Linked DNA regions of Mus musculus: region 2 is linked to region 1. The links are chromatin contacts, called in public promoter capture Hi-C maps. All regions are on one chromosome and are shown on one strand. Each heading gives the region's core, a stretch centred on a gene start, on an enhancer-like site or on the middle of the called end of the contact. The rest is flanking DNA. Distances are from core to core; before and after follow the strand shown.

What was found. Promoter capture Hi-C pulls out the DNA fragments that hold promoters and counts their contacts.
Region 2: a promoter capture Hi-C map of pre-B cells shows a contact between it and region 1. The contact joins the enhancer-like site here to the promoter of Lyrm1 in region 1. A contact is called at or near these places in 3 of 39 promoter capture datasets (the 3T3-L1 cell line, cranial neural crest and pre-B cells) and 1 of 115 datasets of contacts at active chromatin or transcription factors (bone marrow-derived macrophages).

The regions. Positions count from the first base shown.
Region 1 is chr7:119,891,345-119,898,668 of GRCm38.p6, reverse strand. Lyrm1 (LYR motif containing 1) reads right to left here and starts at 2,808. Exons shown (of 4, transcript NM_001285959.1): 1 at 2,779-2,808. Dcun1d3 (DCN1, defective in cullin neddylation 1, domain containing 3 (S. cerevisiae)) reads left to right here and starts at 2,924. Exons shown (of 3, transcript NM_001163703.1): 1 at 2,924-3,111.
Region 2 is chr7:120,860,605-120,867,928 of GRCm38.p6, reverse strand. The region is part of intron 2 of Eef2k (eukaryotic elongation factor-2 kinase); the gene reads right to left. The region is part of intron 2 of Gm15774 (a long non-coding RNA gene); the gene reads left to right. Among named protein-coding and RNA genes, the nearest start is that of Gm15774, 16 kb to the left of the region's middle. Within about 2 kb of position 2,583, at least 232 of the 459 cell types and tissues checked have an H3K27ac peak or open chromatin away from gene starts, as enhancers often do. A contact at or near this core is called in bone marrow-derived macrophages and pre-B cells, where this site is marked.

The DNA of each region.
Region 1 (7,324 bases), core at 1,559-4,058:
ACACTTTTGTTTCAGAAGAACAAAAACAAACAAGGTTTTGGTGACAACACTGGTCACAGCTGGAGATCTCTTGCATTTGACTTTACAGCCAACTATTTGAAAGACAACAGCATTTTGCACCAGGGACCTGTTTTTAGAACATTCTCCAAGGACTCTCTAGTTACCAACTGAGGAATTTTATTTATCAGTCCAAATGGCTCCTCACTAGCCTGTCCCAAGAGCAGAAACAATGATTGTCTGGCTTTACGAGTGAGGAATGATTGGCACTCAGAGAGGCCTTAATTTTTTTTTTTTCAGTGTTTCAATCCAACATTGAACAAAAGAACAGTTTATGGTAAAACTCTTCTGTCTGATTTACCCAACAGGGCAGAGACCAGCCACATGCAGCTACTGAACATCTGGAATATGTGTCTAAGAACTGTTATTTAAACTTAGTCACATGTGTTAAGTAGCTACATACAGACAGCAAGGTTCTCAGGTCAATTACAAATCAAATGTCAGCTTGGGAGTGGGTGTGAGGGGAGATGCTTATGGCTCACTTGGGGCATAAGCCACAAACAAAGGATAAGCAACTCTGCAGTTTCAGCTGTGTAGGATTCTAGGAACCTCAGACTGGTGTTGCCAGACTGTCCGATTTTCCTAATGAAGCCAAAAATCTGGATTCTGATGTTCAATTTTTAAAAACTGGCAAGCATAGTCTAAGAAAGAAGAATTTAAATCATGCTGCGGGCTGAACACTATGCTTGCAGGCATTATCTGTCTTGCCAGCTTGCAACTTTTAATCTAGGCCAACCCTATCAATTCGAAGAACAGGACCTTTTCCAAGGCCACCCAGCAGATCCAAGAATGAAACCCAGCCCTTCAGATACCCTTTTCATTGAGATTCACTATGTGAGTGGCATCGGTAGCAGCAGGGACAAAACTCCTTTTGTAAGAATTCCAAGGCTGAGATGGGTGTGGTCGTGCACACCTTTTAATTCCAGCCCTCCAGACAGGGAGGCAGAGACAGGTGGATCTCTTGAGTTTGAGGCTAGCTCGGTCTATAACACATGAGAAAGAAAACATGCACAATCACACAACAAACCAAACAAGAATTCCAGGGCTGGTATCGTATAAGGTGTTCCTACGAAGATATGACAAAATAGATCCCAATGGGCTCATGTAAACCAACATTTATCAAGGAAATCAGGAGTGCACACACATTCTTGTACACCAAGTCCAAAAGCTTTGACAGCTGGGAGAGCAGGAAGAGATTTGAGGCCCTCAAAAGGTGACTCTCACTGATTGTGAGGGTGGATACTATTGTTTAACGATATTAAGGGGGACTCCTTATTTTTGAGGTGTTCTTATTGAGCTTCCTACTGGCTTGTACCCTTCTTGGTGGTCTCTAAATGTGAGATCTAAAGAATTTGGGGCTCTTTCTCATCTACTACCTATTCCAGGGTCTAGGAATAAACCCCACATTTATTATCTCCAACCATGACTTGTCTTCCAGCTTGTCCGTCTCATTTCTGGACATCTTCATGGGCTGTAAAATGACTCTGGACATACGTTCCAGAGAGCATAGGAGATTCCTTCCCAAACTGTTTTCTCTAGAGAAACATCTTTGGTTTCACATTCTCCCATACATTTCGTATCCAGTTCAGCATTCAGTCTGGAATGCTCAAGCTCCCAAATACATTATGAATCAATTCTCTTAATTTCCATGTTTCCACCACTGTCATCTCTCATGGCCTTAGCAACAGCCCTTTAACTACCTTCTTTTATCCAGCAGCAATTTTTTTAAATGTAAATTAAGGTTTGGTCATTCATTACACTTCAGGGAAGTAATACAAAGGCCAAAACCTTGCTATTTCTGCAACTCCAAGACTTCTTTCTCGTCTGCCTTTTGTTTAAAATGTTACCCACAAGGCAGTTCCTTCTCCCATTCTCTTTTCCTCTTAAACCTGGAAGAGGCCTTCTCACCACACCATTCAGCTTCTGGGGCAGCTGCTATTCTCTGCATTCATTTACTTATTAATGAAAAGTTCAGAAACAAGACTTCCTTCATTTTGTCATTTGCTCATCTTAGTAATGAAACTAGCCTTCATCATCACCTGAAGTCTGATTCCTACATCCGGGATCGTTTGGGTGGCCTTTCTCAAGGCCAGCACCTCTCCAGCCTCCTACAACTGCCCCGTCGCCTTCCATTTATAATCGAAAAGTCTGAAGGGTCCCAGGCAGGATCTCTCCCACGTGCCAGTTCCCTTAGGCAGGTCTCCCGAGGCCAGCAGCGATGACACCAGTCGCCCTCGCGAGGCTGGGGTCATACAGGCGCGTCTCCTAGCAACCCCACACCGGCATCTCATCCCTGGCCCTGGGAAGCCAACCCCTTTCCCCAGTCCCCCGCGACTGGAGCCGGCGTCTCCATCCTTACACTCACTCAGCGTCACTCCTGCTTTTCCCCACCCACAGGAGCCGGCTGGGAAGAGGCGGTGCCAGGAGCTCTGCCGAGCCTTGGCCACACCGGGCTGTATCCAGCAGGTCCAGTAGGCCAGGCCGGGCCAAACCACCGGGCGGACCGCTGTGTTAGCATGAGGCCCAGGTTAGAGGTCGTCTCAAACCTCCTGAAACTTCCAGATTTAGCCGACTCCCCGCCGCACTCAACAACTGAGCTAACCTCCCTCTCCTCCAGCCTTCCCTTTCACCCTTTCGTTATCCCCTTGCCCCATTTCTAGTCAGAAAATGGCCTGGCCCAGCTCCTAGCCCACCCTCCGCCGCTCCCCGCCTTGCCCTTACTTGGAGACGGCTTCGGACGTCCTCGCGTACGTCGTGACGTCACCCTCCTCGTTCCTGTCCCCGCCCCTCTCCCATTCTCTCCCTCCTCGAGCCAGCGGCCGGCGGGGTTACCGGAAGTGATGATGCAGGAGGCAATGGAGGGGGCGGGGCTTCGGGGCGGCCGCCGCCGGTGGGCTGCAGATGAGGAGGAGGCGGCGGCCGCGGTGGCAGAAAAGGCGGCGGCGGCGGGGGTAGGGAGCCTGGAAACGCAAGCGGGGATGGTAGGTAGTTTGGACCCGCCGGGCCGCCGTCGTTTCCAGAAAGGGTTTGACTGGAGGAACCTCTGGAGCAGCTGTGAGTTTGGAGGGGGGGAGTTGAGGAAAAGGGGGGAGCGTTGAGAGATGAAGGGGCGGGGGTTCGGTTCCTTCGAGAAAGGGGGTGGTGGTGGAAAGGGAGGAGTGCATATCAGCGCCTTGTCTGGACTGGTCCCTCTGGAAGAAGAGGCTGTGAGGGGAGCCTGTGGCTTGTCAAGCGCAAGGCTCCGAAAACTTACCTACTGTCCCTGCCTGTCCATCGCCAGCACCCCTCAATCCCGGGCCTGGGGACCTGGGGCTGTAGATCCCCGGGGAGGGTCTGCAGACTCTGAGCTGAAAGTCCAGGGTAAGAGCCGTGAGGTAGGAGCCCAAGGGGGAGGTGGTGGGTGAATCTGCAGCTCCCTCCCTGATTTTTCTCCCCACCCCCATCCTTTTCTGTAATCGTTAACAGCTCTGGAATTAAGGGGCTCAGACCTGAAGGCCTTTCAGTGCACCTTTGCTATAAACGATAACCATCTGTGCCTGAGGTAATGGGGCTGGAGGGTTTGCCTATATCCTGTTTAGGAAGTGGGACGGGATGACAAATGTATTGTTTTTTCCATCCCCATCTCTTATCTCCCCTCATACACACCTCTGTTTCATACTTTAATTCTCTGTGGTTAAGTGGCAGTCGTGGACACCCTCTCCCCTTTGTGGCACTTAGTACCTCAGCTACCTCTTTTGAATTTGGTGTTCAGCCTCTATCCCAGCTCCTAACTGCAAGCTTTGTAGTACTTCAGTTATGGTCTGTGTCACATTGGGGAGTACCTCACAACGCCGCCTGGCTCCCGATTATAATGAACATTTTCTTTTATGAATACTAGAATTCCAGAGCTCTTCCAAGGCATCATAAGTGGCTTCATAGCCCAGGAATCAAGGTCTCTCGCTCTAAATACTTTATATGTGAGGAATTTACATGTTGTCAACTCTTTCCAAAAATGATTTGATGTTAGGCTAATTCTGGATTTCTGTGTTTCTCTCCACCCACACTTCATGATGCACTTCAGAGAACAGAAAACCCTATATTACTGTTTTTGTTTCTACAGTTGGACAATAGCTCTTTTATGCCTGTCTCGATTTGTATGTCTTACAATCAGCTTGATTTTTTTATCTTATTTAGCCGATGCCTTGTGTATAGGTGGTCGTAGAAGAGACAGTGTGATATGTGCTTATGCTTTTAGCAAAACACAGTGCATAATGGGTATAGAAATGTCTGAAAAAAAAGAAAGACTGATTGGAAAGAACTCTCTCATATTGTTTAAAAAACAAACAAACAAACAAACACCCCATCATGAGTAAGTAGTGCCTCTTCTAGGCTGTCAGAGATTCCAGAGTGAAGTGTTAATGAATCTTGTTTTGGTGTTGATACATTTTAAAAGAAGAAATTCTCTGTTAATTATGGAACTGTCTTTTAAGAAACTTTATGCGTTAAGAAAGAGTGCGAGATTTTAGGGGTCCTTTGACTAGAAAGTGCAAACGTGTTGCTCTTTAACTGAATTTGTTGTGCAGTATCACTAGGCTTATCATAGCAGATGTTCTGATGGTGGGAAGAGAGTCCCATCGCATTTATCAGGGCCCGATAAAACAGAAGACTTGACGCCTTGATTGTACAAGTAATGATGTTTATTACAGAAATATAGCAGAAGAGTTACTGCTAGCTGTCTCACTTTAATTCATTTGGAACCTAGTTTGTCATTCAATGACAAGTCCAAAATTCATTCAAACTGCTATTAAAGTGCTAGCCAGTGTTTCAGACAGTGAGTGTACAAAGGTGAACACAAGCAAAAAGGGTCCTCTCTCAAGGAGTTTATCAGAGTGGGAGGTGAGGACAGAAATGATAAATCAGCAAATCTGATTTTGATTGTCAGCAAATCTGATCTTGATTGAATGCTGGAGAAAAATGAGTGATAGGCTAGAGTGTGTGCCTGGAACGCAATGGAGGGAGACCTTCCTGCTTAAACAGAACTTTAAACGAAAAGGAGCCAGCCATGCAGAGATGAAGGGAGAACTCTTGGAGGTTTAGGGAACAGCTTGTGCAGAAACTCACTGGAATGAACTTGGCAAGTTCTAGGGACAAGAGAGTGGGGGTGGGGTGTAGATTTAGGGAGTAAAAAGTTGAAAGAAATAGGGTCAGAAGAGTAGAGTTGGGGCTTATTAGTTAGACGAAAGAAAGATGAGTAAGGAGGAGGAGAAACAGAAAGAGTCCTTTTGGTTCATTCTGTTGCCCTTCCTAGAGCATTTATGATTATTTTTGCACGTTCTTTTGGACTGTTAGAGACAAAGGGAGCTCACCTAGCTGAGAGGAGAGGGCATACCTGGTCCCGTAAAATATTTTGCTGTATATGCATAGTAAGTACTTTGAATGTGTCCTATATCTTCCATCTCCGTGTAAACTTAAGGGTAAAGAACTGGGCATGTGTTAATTCTGCTGATGACCATCCAAAGCTGAGCTTCTTTCTTTCTTTCTTTCTTTCTTTTCTTTTCTTTTTTTTTTTTTTTTTTTTTTTTTTTTTTGCTTTGGCCAGGCAGCATTTGTGTTGCAATAGTTCTGCACTTGCCTTGGCCTCCTAGTGAGTAATAATATTCCACTGAGAGGTAGGTTGGTACTAAAAGTTCACTCTGGATTACATTAGATAAGGACTATTGTGGGGCCCATTTCCATTCTGTCACCATCTTTGGGTTGGCAGTAACTCGGGTGTCACTACTTTTGCCTTCCGTTGGGGGCATTCATCTCCAGTTCAACCTTATGTTCAACAGAGAGGCCTTATCAATATATCGCTTGGATTTGGCCCTCTTGTGCTGTATCACATTAGGCGAAGATGAAATAGTATTTTTCTTCCCTTCTCAACCTCACAAAAGTGACTGTAGCATTCTTTGAATCAGTCTTTTGAGCTGTGTATTTGAGAGGCATAACTGTTGCTTAGACAGTTTATAGTAAACCCAGTCTTAAAATGTTACATGAAACCTTTTGGTGTTTGGTAAAGACAAATCAGAAACAGTAGCCCCGTCTCTTGGGTTATGTTTTAGTACTTTACTGCTACCTGAAAGTGGCTCTTCAGAACTGGGTGGAGCTTTCTGGGTTGTCCTGGGGTAAGGGAGGATGCAGCCTGTTTGAATGCAAACAGCAGATCTTAGTTTGCAGGTAACTGACTAGTGTGAACTCTTAGGACTTGGCATGTATTAAACAGCTTGGCCTTGACTTTGTGTGTTATTACTGGGCAGACAGTGCTCTATTTGGTGTTAAGCAGTCTACTATCCCTCTTCATGTCAATGATTTATTACAATTCAAGTACAAAAATATCATCTAGGCTGACATTTCATCAGCTAGTTTGTAGGGGATAGAGATGTGAGTGGGGGTGGGAGTGTTGGGGGGTGGGGAACTTGAACATGTTGAGAAGCCCTTAAAACCGTACATCGACTGCTAATTGTGTTTGGGAAATGAATCTAAATCTAAGTGAATTTGGAGTCTTGGAGCTGAAGTGGCCTTTTGACCTAAGGTGCCAGTCAGTTTGTTTCTTAGGGTTTGGGGAACTTTGAGCACATTCTAATTAAAGGTGAAAACCCAAAGAACCAGTTGGTGCCACCTGCCCTTGGAATTGTGGGCAGGTTGTTTTTCATTTCAGTAGCTGGTTTAAAGTTAATCTGATTTTACTACTGTCTTGATATGCGTTCTGTAGTGAGGAGAGTTGATTGTACACTGACTGCCAGTTGTTTTGAGGTGAAGAAGTAGTAACTCAGATCGAAACAGTGGTAATTATGTGGTAACTCCTGTTTCCCTAACTCTTGATAACTTATAATTACTCTTTGTGTCTGTTTACAGACATTCATACCAGTGTACCAGAATGAGATCTTCCTAATGTTGGCACAGTGTTTTGGGTTCTTTCCCTAACAGGCCAGGTTGATTGAGTTAATGTTCTTCAGTTCAAATCTAGTTTCACTAGTTCTTGTATCTATTTTCTTGGGCAATGGAAGATTTTATTTTTTAGGGGGTCAGAAGGAGATGGGGATAACACCAAAAAGTGATGCAAACTGATTCTTTGGAGTTATACTATACTAAAAGAGGAAAAATGCCCAGGATATATGCAGATGAGATCTTATTTAAACACCATACATTGGAACTTGTAGATGATGAACTCTGCTTCCTTGAGAGTTTGTCCTTGCCTAAGTCTAAGTTGTGAGTTGAAATGTTGGGTTTGGGGCTGAGATACAGCATA
Region 2 (7,324 bases), core at 1,334-3,833, 970 kb before region 1:
AGCCCCCCCCCACAGAGCACACCCAAGCACACACACACCCCCACAGAGCATACCCAAGCCCTCACACAGAGCACACCCAAGCTCCCCACACAGAGCACACCAAGCCCTCACACAGAGCACAACCAAGCTCCCCACACAGAGTACACCCAAGCCCCCCCCCAATACAATCACTCCCCAACATATACAGCACACCCAAGACAATACAAACCATCACACCAAAGAAACCACAACCTTAAAGCACCTCCATGAAACAGTCCACCCTAGAGCAGGAAGGTGACATTCTTTTTCTCCCAGTACTGGGGATGAACCTAGGACCTCCCATATGCCAGGGAAACACTGAGCTATGGCCCCAGCCTTCTTTGTGTCTGTGTGTGCCCAAGCCTGCTAACAGGAGTGTGATTCCCAGGACCCATGTGGTAGAAGGGAAAGAACTGAGCCCAAGTTATTCCTTGACCTCATACACACGCCATAGAACGTGTGTTCTCTCTCATACACAGTGTATAGATAAACAATTTTAACAAATAAAATAAGCAGGCATAGTGGCAGATGCCTTTAATTCCAGCATTCAGAAAGCTGTATGTTCAAGCCAGCTTGGTTTACATGGAAAAGAAAGCTCATGGCCAGCCAATGCTACATTAGAGGTCCTTCCTCAAGACAAGTCAATCAAACAAAAAAAGAAATTACTGTTTGCAAAGAGTACCTACAATTGCTCTCCCTAACTTTTGGGGTTTAGATCCCCAGTCAAGAAGAGGTAAAGATGGAAATAATAAAAATCAAAGCAACAGCATTTACTAGTCACAAGAGTGACGTAATGCTATGGTCTCTTGGGGACCCTCTCCTTCCCCCACTGCCCAGAAAGTACTTTACTGGCTTCTCATGGCAATTTGTGAGGCTAGAGAGCTAGGTGGGAGAATTCCCTTATTGGAGACAAGGGAAGTTTGGAAGTGTGAGACTCAGACAGATGAAGCTTTGCCCTGGCTGGCAAAAGAAGTTGACTACAGTTACTATGCAACCTTCATATGTCACTCCTTGGAATGGGTCTGTGTCTACGGGCTAACAAGATGAGTCAGTGGGTAAGGCCGTTTGTCATCAACCTTGATAACTGAGTGTGATCTTAGGATCTTCCTTCTACCAACTCCTGCAAGTTGTCCTCTGACTTCTACAAGCATAGCACAGCACATACATTAAATAATAAATAGTTGTAATACTTTTTCAGTCTAGAAAGGTAAGCTCCTAGTGACAGAAAGTAAATTGGTCCTGAGGGCTAGGGGCTGGCTAGACCAGAGATGCAGCTGATGCCTGAGAGGAACAGCTTTCAACAGAGTTAGGTACGGAGATGGACGTGTGATTTTTTTGAATATACTGAAAGCCACTGGATTGTACATTTAAATGGCTAAGTTGAACAGCATGCGGCTTATATTTTCACAAAGTTTTCAGAAAAAAAAAAAGAGAGAGAATAAGAAGGGAGGGGTACCCTTGACAATAAATAGCTGTGCACACTGCAGCAAAGCCTTTCAGCACTCTCTTTGATAAATATGAGTCCCCACAGCAGGGTTGCCATCTCCTTAAACTCCTCCTGTGGCCAGACCCCAGCTCCCCAGCTCCCCTTCCTATGCCAGCAGGACTCTTTTTCAAGTGGCCAGCAGGCTTTCATCTTGTAGGAGACCAAAGCTTTTCTGGTCTCTTTATTATTTTAAGATACAAGAGACTGAACCCAGGCCTCCGGCTTACTAGGAAAACACTCCAGCCATCCAGCCACAGACCAATCCCTTAAGCTTGGTTTTCTGACTGCTTTCCAGAAGCAGGAAACCCAGGCTTACTTTCTATGGTCATGGTCTGAGGCCTGAGGCTGCCAGGGTGGAGTCTCCCAGGCTTTAGGCAGGGACACATCTCTGCCCAGTGAGTCAGCACACTCTGGCTCACCCAGCTCATTCTGGAGTGACTGTATCTTTCCCCCCAAGCTGCTAGAACCACCCTCAGTGCGTTAACAGCATGGATACAATTGAGGATGAGAAGGTGTAGCCAGCAGGTGTGCCCACTCGTGCAGCGGAGCAGTTTGCTGGTGCAATCAGCCATCCCCACACAATTTTTAAAGTTAAGATTCTGCCCAAGGTGCCAGGCATGGTAGCATATGCCTTTAATCCCAGCACTCGGAGAGGCAGAGGCAGGTGGATTTCTGAGTTCGAGGCCAGCCTGGTCTACAAAGTGAGTTCCAGGACAGCCAGGGATATACAGAGAAACCCTGTCTCGAAAAACCAAAAAACAAAACAAGATTCTGCCCAAGCCATTCTATTGCTAGTAAGTACATTCTCTGCACAGGCAAAGCCATATGAACAAGAAAACACTGTCCTCCAGGGAAATGAAATTCAGCTATTAAAGACAATAAGCAAATAAATGAAGCTCTGGGCTGGATCACAGACACTGAAAAAAAAAAAGATACAATTAAAAATGAGTCACAAGATATAGAGAGATACAAATTGCAGTTATTAACAGCAGGACTCGAAAGGGGGATCTCTAGGGAGGGACTACAGTCCCGCCACCTCCCAGGCATGTGACTTCATTTCCATTTACCATCTGGCAAACGGCCAGCTGTCTGGGCTATAGGGATCACCGTGTACATTGTACTGAGTAAGGCACGTACTGCAGAGCCTGTCCAGACCACAGGCAAGTTACGGAAGTTAGAGTTCATGTCAGCTCCCAAGGGGATATGGGAGGATGGCCTCCAGGGTGGAAACCTGTTTATAATTCTCCATGGGAACAAAGAGAAGAAAATCAGGGTGAGATACGCCCTCACAGACCTGGGCTGAGGGGGGAGGCACACTTTCACTTTTGTTTAAATGATACAGTTTAGGTTGTTTTACTTTGTATATACATTATGCATAGATTATCTAGATCATAACATTTATTTTTTAAGTTTGTATATATAAGGGCTACAGAGACAGCTTAGCAGTTAAGAGCACTGGCTGCTCTTGCAATAGACTGAGGTTTGATTCCCAGTATATACATGTCGGCTCAAAACTCCAGTTCTTTGGAATCCCACACCCACTTCTAGCCTCCAAGGACAACAGTGATGCACACACACATGCACGTAACACACACATGCAGGTAACACACCCATACAGGTGAAATAAAAAAAATTCTAAAAGTTTACATGTGTGAATTTGCAATACATAAAATACATTTGCTTACATTTATATATATACAAAGACTTTGTGACTATATTTGCATATATTTAAAGTGTGTGTGTGTTATTTTTGCAGTAAGGAGGAACAAAGTCACTGACATTTTTCTCAAAGGGCTGGGCTTGCTGTTTAATGGTAGTACACTGGCCTAGAATGTAACCGTCTCTGAGTTTCAATCCCTAGCACTTTGAGAAAAAAAGTCCTTTCAAAAGGACTGAATTGGTGTTGGCGAGACAGCTAAATGGGTGAGGTCACACTTGTGACACAAACACGGCAACCCCACTGGATTCCTGGATCTTGAAGGTGGAAGAAGAGGACCCACTGCAGAAAGTTGTCCTCTGATCTCCACACAAGTGCCAGGGCACAAACACATATGCATATATACACAGTAATTGAATAAATATGTAAATGTAAAGTAATAAAATAAATATAATGTGTAATGGGGGAGGGGAGAAGAAAATGTAGAAGGGGGCCCAGTGTGGTGGCACACACTTATAGTCCGAGCACTAGGGAGGGATTCTGTACAAGAGCTCCAGGCCAGTCAGGGAGAGTTTGGAGGCCACCCTGAACTACAAGAGACCCTCTCTTACATTGCCGAAGGGTCGTGCCTTTACTCCCAGCATTTAGAGGCAGAGGCACAGTCAGTTTCTGAGTTCAAGGCCAGTCTGGTCTACATAGCAAGTTCTAGGACTGTCTGGGACACACAGAGATACCCTGTCTAGACACACACACATACACACACACACACACACACACACACACACACACACACACACCCCTCCACAAAAAAAGCCCAAACCAGTGTGGGGAGGTTGGGGAATAAATAGATTTGGGAGGATAGCAGGAGGAACAGAAGTAAATTAAATCAAAATTCTTGAAATACATAAGATTCTCAAAGAATAGATGCTTCGTATTAAAAACTGTCTGAACTAAAACCAACCAAACCAGAAAATGCAGAACTCTGTCCAAGGCGTAGAAAAGAAAAGTCACCCATATGATCCTGCCCTAAAGCAATCTTTCGCAGTGAAACTCTTCCTTAATCAATCAATCTCGAACTCCTGCCCCTCCCCCTCTAAACACTTACATAACTAAATCCTGGGGCTAGGGCCGAGTCTCTCACAGATAAACCTCCTCTGAGGGAAAGCTGGTATCTCCTGAGAGGCCTTCTGAGGGATTCTGCCCCATCCCTTGGGAACAGGGGCACTGACAGAATCTGACATTTCACATTGCACACTCAGTACCTGCTAGGGCCTATTTCTTGAAGGAAGGCCAGATGGCCATTTTGGTTCAACAGCTCAGGTTACCATGCCAATAGTAAATAAATTAAAGAAAAAAAAACACCATATTAAGTGCCAAGGGAAATGAGGTTGGAAACTAAGCTATAGTCTTTCCCTGAACCTGCTCTGGTGGCAACATTCCGTGAGCAACGAAGATTTAATCCACCCTGTGCCTGGTTCAAACTTTTACCAAGCGCTTCTTATCTACAAGTTAAAGGAATGGTGGAGCCATCAAATAGCCCCATCCTGCAGTAAGGAGCTGGCTCATGGAGTAACGCTGAGCACGACAGATGCTTGAGGAGTCTGCCGAGAGCCCAAGGGAACACAGAGGGGGCTCTGCAGAGCTTAAGACTGGAGGTTTCACTGACCGAGGGCCTCAGTTAGAAGTTTTAGGCCTCCCTAATGCTTCGACCCTTTAGTAAAATTCCTCATGCTGTGGTGACCCCCAACCATAAAATTATTTTCGTTGCTCCTTCATAACTGTAATGTTGCTACTGTTAGGATTCGTAAATATCCGACATGCAGGATATCTGATATAGCATTCCCCCCACCCCACCCCACCCCCGCAAGGGGTTTTGACCCACAGGTTGAGAACAGGGGTTTTAGGCAGGGACATGCAAAGGGAAGCCTATTCTAGGAGCTTTTGCGGTATGTGGTGGGGTAAACTGAATCCAGATGTTGCTCCCAGATTCTGAACTCAACCTTGAAGAACTGAGGAGTTCCAAGGAGAAGTTATTTGGGGATCTGTTTCTGAGGGGAGGAGATGTGACCTGGTGATACTGCACACGTTTTTCTTAAACTTTATGGGAGCTGGGGACACAACTCAGTGGTCGAGTGCTTCCTAAGCCAAGCGAGAGGTTCTGTCCTGGAGAGAGAGGAGACCATTTAAAGAGATATACTCCCTCGTCATGTTATCAAAACAATGAACTCCAAAGAATTAAAATTTCCCCAGGAATCCCATGCTGGGAAAAGGGGAAGGCTAAAATCTCAGGTGCCAGCCAGAGCAGAGGTGTCCCTCCCAGGAAGAGATTTCACAGGGCTCTGACAACAGACCAGCTTGCAGACACACGAGAGCCAAGACACATTGGGTCAGTGACCTTTGACTTCTGACCTTCTATTTAAACCTAAACCTCATGTGCCAGAGCCCCAGAGACAGACTTAGGGGTCATTGGATCTCTTATTTGTTCCCCTGCACAGGGTGGCTGCACCGAATAACCCCCTGTCTTTCATTGCTGAATTAAAGAAGGGTGGTAACTTAGCCTAACTTGTTGAGCTTAGGGGGTGGGGGAGTGTTAGGGATGAAAACCAGGTTTATGCCTGGCTAGGAAGGCATCCGTCCTCTGAGCCACATCCCTAGGACCTGAAATATTCATAGATACTGTTTTTTAAGACAGTTACATAATAATGCCACTCACTTTAATGTCACTCTCTGTTAGAGCCATGATGTGTCACTTAAAGAGGCCCCTCTGCCTGGGCTTTGGTGCTGTTTGCACACTGAGCCCTTCTAGCTGTCTCTGGAGATGGAAGCTGAGACAAGGGAGACTTGAGGTGGAGTGCTGAGCCACTGGGAGTGTAGCAAAGCTGCCTTGGGATGGGACGCAAGATAAAGTGGAACCTGCCCGCCCTTCAGGGGCCCCACAAACCCAGAGGAGCCTGAGTTATTTCTGGAGCTATGTGCTGAAGAGCTGGGTTAACCTAGAACTCTAGCCCTGAGAAGGAAAAACAAAAACCAAACAACAACAAACTACCCAATATCTGTAAGAACTAAAATTACAAATTTTCTAAAAAGACAAACAAATTCTGAAAACAACAACAACACAAATTCTGAAGTCACAGGATGGTTTTCAATGCACATCTCAATGTAGTAACAGTATCTTGCTTCTAATGGTATTCCCTGTGTACAATGACCAAATTAAACAAGGATAGCAGCACTATGTTTTATTTTTTTTATTTATTATTATACAGATTTTGAGGCAAGATAGAAACTATGGGCTGTGGGAAGGGAAAGGAGCGCTCACCCAAGGAGCCGTTAAAATAAAACTTCTAGTCAGCTGAGAGCCAGGAACCTCCCCCAATAACGAACATTTCCTGTACAAGCTGCCTAGACAGAGTTAATTTCCCTTTCATAGACAGAGATCTTATACTAACAACGTCCCAGGCTTAGACCTGAATGCACAGGATCTTGGGTAGAGAGCTTCTATTCCTCCCCCCCACCCCCAACCATCTCCCTGAAGATCTCCAACAAAACTGCTTACAATGAAGATAGAGGTCTTGCCTTCTATACCCCTGTGATGGACTTTTACAGAATCAACTGTAACCCTGCAGGCCAGGAAACACCCAGTGATCTCATTTACATTTCTAAGCGACCTTTCAAACCTCACCTAAACCCAACAAATGACTGTTGTAAAAAAAAAACAAAACCAATAAATATAGAGAGCTGAGCAGCAGGTGCCTGCAGCAGGACTGTACCTCATCTCTCATAGCAGCTGGTGCCTAAGGCTGGGCATGCGCCTCCATCTGTCTGTCTGTCCACTCGAGAAGCCCACCCACACTCAAGCTCTTAGCCGAGTCTTATCTTTCCTTCTGAGCCCCTCTCTTTCTTTGCACCCTGATGGTGAAGCCTATAGTAAATCATCTTTATCATGGCTGGAAACGCGAGTCCCAGCATCCATGTCAAAAGCCATGCAGGCATGGCAGCCGCCTGTAATCCCAGATCTTAGGGGATCCTCAGGGCAACCTAGTTAGCCAGAAGCAGTAGAATTCATAGAGACCCTGCCTCTATAAACAAAACGGATAGTGATGGAAAAAGACATCTAATGTCTTTTTACACACAACACACCCCTAGTCACACAATCACACACATAA